Linked DNA regions of Oryctolagus cuniculus: region 1 is linked to region 2. Evidence: chromatin contacts called from public Micro-C data. All regions are on one chromosome and are shown on one strand. The core of a region is the stretch at or near the end of the contact, and the rest is flanking DNA. Distances in the headings are between cores, read along the strand shown.

Region 1 (3,630 bases), core at 930-3,429, 120 kb after region 2:
CCATATACTCACATCTCTCACATGTATCCATGCTAATTTCCCCTATGTTTCAGGTCACAACAAAACTGTTATTTCCTTTAGAACTGCCTTAAAACCTAGACTAAGTTACATCCCTATTTATGCTCCTTTCCTTGTGCTGCTCTCTTTGGGAACAGTCACCACAATCTTAGTACTTACTTATACAGTATCTTATTTAATGCCTATCTGCTACAGTAGACCATAACTCCCTGAGGGCAGGGACCATGTCTGTCTCGCTCAGATGTATCTCTCAGTATCTACCAATGTCTGACACATGCTGCAATGTTCAATAATTAGTGAATTTATAAACAAATAGCGTTGACCTCCAAACAACTAGCACAGAACCTTGGATGAACAGGTGCTGTGGCAGACCCTGTAATGGTAAAGCTTTGCAGATTCTGCTTTAGGAACAGAAGACGTAGTCCCATGCCCTCATTGTTGCTGACAGTGTTGCTAGTAGACACCCTCTGCTGTCAGCCTTCTTTTGTGGAAAGGGATCACCCCAAGTTCCTTCTCATTCCAGGGGCAGTTTGCACTCAGTGACTCACCAGTGCCCCTCACACCGACTTAGGACACCTCCATGAGGCCATCCCAGGTGCAGAGCCCCTGCAGAAGCCTTGGTTGAGCTGGCATCACAGATCACCTTCTCCCTCTGCTCCTCTCCCTCCATCTCCCTTTCATCCGGGGTCTTATCCTAACAGCATTCCCTAATACATGCCTTGCACCTTAATCTCTACTTCTGAATCTGCTTCTCAGGTATCCCAACCCGTGATGAGTACTATAAAGAGGTCCACAAACGGAAAATCAGGTCTTGTATTATTCCAGAACCTCCCAAACAGCAGGGATCAGTTATTTATTCTTGCAATGACTACAAGGTGCCTTTTGCATAATGGATATCAGAAAAACATCAGAGAAAATATTCATGGCAGACACTATCTGGGACATCGGCATCCTATATGAATCTGGTTTGAATCCCGGCTACTCCACTTCCTATCCAGCTCCCTGCTAATGCACCTGGGAAGGCAATGGGAGATGACCCAAATGTTTGGGTCCCTGAACCCACATGGGAGACCCAGAAGAATCTCCTGACTCCTGGCTTTGGCTTGGCCCAGACCTAGCTGTTGTGGCCATTTGGGGAGTGAAATCAACAGATGGAAGATGGAGGATTTCTCCATCTCTCTCTCTCTCTCTCTCTCTCTCTCTGTAACTCTGCCTTTCAAATCAATAAATATTTAAAAGAGACAGTGTGATGTAGCTGATAATTCCTCGCTAGCTTATAGTGTCTTCATAAGATTCTGCTCTCTAGAATTTTCCTGAATGCTAATGTAATCATGGATTTTTTATCAAGTACTAATTGAATACCAATGATTTCAGCTCTAGGTAGTGAACCTTCTAGAAGGGAGAGAAAATTGACACTAATATGCATATTTTGATACTGGGGAAGGTGGAAAGTGCCATGAAAAAACAGCATGGCAGGGTGAGGGAGAGTGGGCTGCAGCTAGTTTGTGCAAGACTGTGAGAAGCAGAGAACTGAAGTAGGTGAGGTAGTTTGTCATAGGCATGTACAGCACCCATTGAACTGGGAAGGGCAAGGAGCCAAGGCCGCTGGCATGCAGCGGGAGAGACCCGGAATAGCAAATGTGGTCGGAGGCAAGAGTGCAAGAGCTCAGTGAGAGCTGCTTCAGGATCCTCTGTTCGACAGTTAACTGCTGAGAAGAATAAAGCAGCTATAAAGTTGATCTGGGTTATGCCAGTTTATACAAACGGGTTCACTAGTGACGCCTTAGCTTCCGGGGGGCAGGGGCGGGGGAAATGCAGGGATTGGAGGCGGAATTTGAGGACCATTCCTATCCTAAAATCTCCTGCTCCAGGGCGTCCAGAGACCTCTTGGACATCTAATAGGGCCAAACAAGGATTGTGGCCCAATTGTGTTTTAGGCAAAGTTCTGCGACTCCAGGGCACTGCAAAAACAGGAAGAGGAACTGTGGAAGGCAGACCCAAGTCGAAAGAACGTTCCCTTTGCGCCCCAGCGCTTCACCTACCCCGGAGCCCAGGGGACGACCCCACGTCGTTTTGCTTCGTGGGAGCCCTCCTCCGCTGTCTTCCCGCCCGCGCCCCGCCCCTCCGTCCTGACCCCACCCCCGCGGGCACGCCCCGCCCTGGCCACGCCCCCGCCGAGCCGCCCCAGCCCCGCCTCCCACCGCAGCTGGGTACTGGGCCGCGGAAGTGACGCGAGTCCGAGGCCGAAGGGCCCTGCCGCCGGGCTCCCGCAGGCGCTCCGGGGGTCCCGGGGTCCGTCCTTGGCAGAATGGCTCTCCTGGGCCTTCTGCTGCTCCTCACGGCGGCCGGGAGCAGCGCTGGGCTGAGCACCGCGGATCCGGAGCCGTCCTCGGGTACTGTCACTCGCGGCCGGGTGGAGACGGGAGGGAGCGTGGGAGCCGCCCCGACCGGGAAGCCCCGCCCTGCGCCGGCGGCCGCCGGGAAGCTGCGCGGGGTCCCGAGGTTTGCCCACCTGGCGCTCGCCCCTTGGTGGTTGCCAGCGCAGCGCGGCGCGACGCGGGCTTCCGTGCCGTCGGTGCTTGTGACCGGTGATTTCCTCCTCCGCCCTTGACCCCATGGGCGCAGCTCGTAGCTTCAGTGCTTTGTCCCTGGGGTGGACCCGAATGCTAGGGCGGGAGACAGGTGTGTTGTGTCGCGGGCCCACAGGGGCGGTCACCGGTGGCCTTGCGGGAGTCTGCGGGTGCGGGAATGCGTGCGCGCCTAGTGCGTTATGGAGGCGCGGCGCTGAGCCCCTCAGGCTCCCCTAGGCTCCCGGGAAGCGGAGCCCAGGTGGCTTTTCCAACGCTGGGAGGTAAGCGTGGCGCGGAGCTCGGGAGAAATCAGTGAATGCGCTGTGTCTCGCACGTGCACACTGTCTCAGGCTGGAGTGTCATCTTCAGTGTCCAGTTAGTAGCAGCTGCCCGGGAGGCCCGGCCTCCTTAATCCTGGCCGACTCCAGGCCTTGACCATCTGTGTTGTGGCCTCTTCTTCAGCGTCTGGTCCAAGTGCCCCGGTCACACCCAGCCCTTCCTTGGGTCGTGGAGTGCTGGGAAGAAGCGCATCGTGATGACCAAGTTCCTGGTTTCCAGAATCACAGTAACAGCAGCCAAGCGCTGTCAGTGCTACACACTCTTCTAAGTGCTGAACACAGCGACCCCGAAAGGTCGGCGCTATGGATATCTCTGCTTATGCGTGAGCCTTGGAGGCTCGGAGAGGTGTGCCCAGCTAGCAGGGGTCACTGCTGTTCCGTGGGAAGCTCGGTGGTGTGACTCTGGCATCCTAAGTTCGTTTTAACTGCTCAGCTATCTGCCACGTAGGGCAGGTTAGTTGTTCACGTGAGCCGTTGCAAAGACGTTGAGATAAGAACTTGAACTTGGGCAAAGGCTACTGGAAAGCAGAATGAGTGCTTGGTTCTGTTGGGGATGGGGGCGGGGAATCAGGAAAGACTTCACCAAGAAGGTGACCCCAACCTTGGTACCCCGGATGCAGAGAGATTTGTGTGTGCAGGATTACAGGTGGGAAGCAGCATGTTGGATGAGTGGAGTATTTAAGCATTGTCTCATAGACCAAGTG
Region 2 (3,748 bases), core at 1,116-3,615:
AGTCACCTAAGTGAGACTGTTTGAAACACAGACACGCTGCCACCGTGGCTCAATAAGCTAATCCTCCACCTTGCGGCGCTGGCACACCGGGTTTTAGTCCCGGTCGGGGCGCAGGATTCTGTCCCGGTTGCCCCTCTTCCAGGCCAGCTCTCTGCTGTGGCCAGGGAATGCAGTGGAGGATGGCCCAGGTCCTTAGGCCCTGCACCCGCATGGGAGACCAAAAGAGGCACCTGGCTCCTGCCATCGGATCAGCGCTGTGTGCCCGCCGCAGGCGCCAGCCACAGCGGCCATTGGAGGGTGAACCAACAGTAAAGGAAGACCTTTCTCCCTGTCTCTCTCTCTCTCACTGTCCACTCTGCCTGTTAAAAAATAATAATAATAAAAAAAACATAACAAAAAAAACACACTTTGCCTCTTATGCATATTGTGTGCCTGCTATGATAAAGACCTCGAATTAGGTATTGGCAGTCTAAGTCTACAGAGCAGGATCAAGGCAGACAATAAAACAAATCATTTTACTATAGTCAAGACCTTCTATTGAAGCACCTGTGATACTTGAGGAAGAAGAGGCTGTCAGCTACTCAGAAGTGTGTGCAGGTCATTGTTCCTCAGATCTCTCTGGGCCAACGAAGCTCTCCCTTCCCTCTTCTCTTCTAGGAGATTCTGCTGAGTTCTCTAGATTTTTTTTTTTTTTTTTTTTTTTTTTTGACAGGCAGAGTGGACAGTGAGAGAGAGAGACAGAGAGAAAGGTCTTCCTTTGCTGTTGGTTCACCCTCCAATGGCCGCTGTGGCTGGCGCCTGCGGCGGGCACACAGCGCTGATCCGATGGCAGGAGCCAGGTACCTCTTTTGGTCTCCCATGCGGGTGCAGGGCCTAAGGACCTGGGCCATCCTCCACTGCATTCCCTGGCCACAGCAGAGAGCTGGCCTGGAAAAGGGGCAACCGGGACAGAATCCTGCGCCCCGACCGGGACTAGAACCCGGTGTGCCAGCGCTGCAAGGCAGAAGATTAGCTTATTGAGCCACGGTGCCTGCCTTCTCTAGATTCTTGATCTGACAAAGTTCACCAATTCTTTTCTCACTCCACCTATTAATTAAACTCCTGATAAGTGAACAATTGAAGAAATGAGTAAAAGGAATGTTTATCTGACACCTCAGACCATATCTCATTTCCACGACAAAATATAAGGAAAAATTCTTCCTGGAAAAGAAAGCCATAGCACTTTCTGCCTCTCAAGAAAAGATTAACAATGCACTTTTATTTCACACTTTTGGTAGTAGTGTTCCTGAAAGAGAACAGAATGATATGCAAGTAGGCCAAAAAAAAAAGAAAGAAGAAAGAAGTGCAAAATGTGCAAAGATAAGAAAAGTAAAAGAATAGTTTTTGTGGTGGTGGGACCACCATCTACTGGATGACCTTAGTTGATTTGTACTCCTTGAATCTAATATTTTCTACTTCTGTTTCATTTACTCAAAAAAGAGGGGAAAAAGCAATAACTACCATCTTTTCTTTGGGACATGGTAAAGGGAAAATAAAAAATAAGAAGTCAATTCACAATGAAAATAAGAATGAAAAAGGAACCAACTATTTTTAAGCACCTATTACTTAGCTTTAGAGAGCCTTGTGGATGTGATCCTACTTTGTATCCAGTTCTACTGTACATGCTCTGTATTGCATACATTAAGCTTTTGGTCCCAGGCTGTTATTTACTCTTCCAAAGGGCAAAACTAATAAGTGGTTGAGTAGAATTATACCATAGATAGATAGATAGATAGATAGATAGATAGATAGAGTTAAACATAAGAATAAAATACAAAAACCCTAGATGCAATCTTCTCATGCTAAAAAGCTTTCCAAGTAAATATTATAAGTTTACCTGTACTAAATTGATGCAGAAAAAAAATTTTCTTCATGAATTTAAAAATTAACTGCTGAATTAATTCTTGTGTCACAAACTGGAGCACAAGGAGGTTGACACAGTACCCAGCCCCAGGGAGCTCTGAGTGTGGTGAGAGACATAAGTGTGTGATCAGTCAGTTAGGATTCAGCAGGGCATAGACTTGAGGCAGGGGTGAAGGATGCTCTTGGAGAAGGTTGGATGGGAGGGCCACTGAGTGAGGAAACCAGGTGAACAGAGACCTGAAGGACAGAACGTGGTGACTTCTGGGAACTAATATAGGCATCCGATGGCTGGGGTAGAGAGATGAGGGCAGAATTAAACATGAAAGAGCCGGAATAGCGCTAACCTGGAAGCTATGGCTGAGATTGGATTCATTCTAAAGAATTCTGAGTGTCTTGTGATGTGTCTGAGGGGTAGGCAGCATGGAGCCAAATGGCAGAGGAGCACAACGTTAGACAGGTGACCACATGCAGTAGGTTGTCTATTAGTTCACCATTTCTTTGTCCCTTCACTCATACTGTGCTCACCTATGGGAACACCGCTCTGCATAACCCCGCCCACTCGAGGAGGCCACAGAACTCACTCTGGCCAACAGCATCTCAGTAGATCCAACACAGATCATCTTCAAGCAGAAGCTTCAAGTGGGGCCACCTTGAGCGACTGCTGTGGACATGAGACTCCTTAGCCCCAGAGAGAAGCTGCTCCTTCAGCCTCAGTCCCAAAATGAGAAAATATGCCCGAGCTTGGTCAAAAGCAGGCAAGCCAAGGCAAACACAGGCAAACCCAGGCAAACCCAGCCACGCCCTGGATTGCCTTGCATGCCTCTTGTAATGTGAGCAAGAAGTAAATGTTTTGTTAAACAACTGTGATTTGTTGTCACAATACTTATTGACTAATCAATCAGGTAAAATGCCATGACAATCCAAATGAGGATTGATTGGAGCACAGATTAATAGTGACACCCAAGTTGTCTTTTTTTTTTTTTTTTTTGATTAGTGATATTTGAGGGCTCTTTAAGAAATAACCAAAAAGAGCTTAGTAACTAGAGAAGAATATGAAAAATATAGAGGAGTGAATTATGACATCCAGATTTCTTAAGCAGTAACTAGACAGAGGAAGCAAAATTTTTAAGTGGATTCTTTGGTGGGTGCCAAGAAAATAAGTTAAGACTGACAAATATTTTCCCACATGTGTGTAATTATAATTAGTAAAGTGACTATCATCCATCTCTATTAAGCATCTAACAAGTGAAAATAAGCTTAATTTGCATGAAAAGAGGTTATTACATTCAAGAATAGCTCTTCTGACTAAAAAGGTTGTTAGTTATGAGAATGCATTATCCATGGTATTCAAGGAATTTTCTTTTACAGGATATATTTAGTTCCAGATTAGACATGGAAGTTTCAAAATTAATTATGAAGGAAGATCATTTCTAGTGGTGTGATTTTACACCCAGTCTTTCCTCGTCCCCAGTTACTTTGATGATGTTTATTTTATCTCTCTGGGTCTTCATTTTGCCTTCTGTAAAATCAGGCCAGGAAACTAGATGATTCTGAATACCCTCTGCAGTTTGGAAGTAGGAAAAGAGACACCCCCTCCTTGGCCCGCAGGATATAATAGGAAAAGCCACTGCCTGGGTTATAAGTGAGGCATTGGGATCTATGGCAAAGAAGCCTACATACAGCATCCTTTTATATATTGATGCCAATACTGAGAGAGAGAGAGAGAGAGAAATAGAGAGAGGGAGAGTCTTAAACCAGAAATATGTCCTTTCTCCTGAAAGGAAAAAAGCCCAATTAAAATTATTTTTAACATAATTAAAATGTGTAAAAATGATTGAGAGATGTA

Evidence for each region. A called contact is a pair of places that touch in the nucleus more often than the background predicts.
Region 1: a contact with region 2 is called in a Micro-C map of ear pinna, with 2.8 times the contacts expected there. The contact joins the promoter of IFNGR1 here to the enhancer-like site in region 2. A contact is called at or near these places in 2 of 6 Hi-C or Micro-C datasets (ear pinna and an unstated tissue).

Annotation. Positions count from the first base shown.
Region 1 is chr5:31,680,533-31,684,162 of mOryCun1.1, forward strand. It overlaps IFNGR1 (interferon gamma receptor 1), which reads left to right and starts at 2,180. Exons shown (of 7, transcript XM_008263570.4): 1 at 2,180-2,411. The coding sequence starts at 2,327.
Region 2 is chr5:31,558,531-31,562,278 of mOryCun1.1, forward strand. No RefSeq gene overlaps it. Among named protein-coding and RNA genes, the nearest start is that of IFNGR1, 120 kb to the right of the region's middle. Within about 2 kb of position 2,366, at least 1 of the 8 cell types and tissues checked has an H3K27ac peak or open chromatin away from gene starts, as enhancers often do. A contact at or near this core is called in ear pinna, where this site is marked.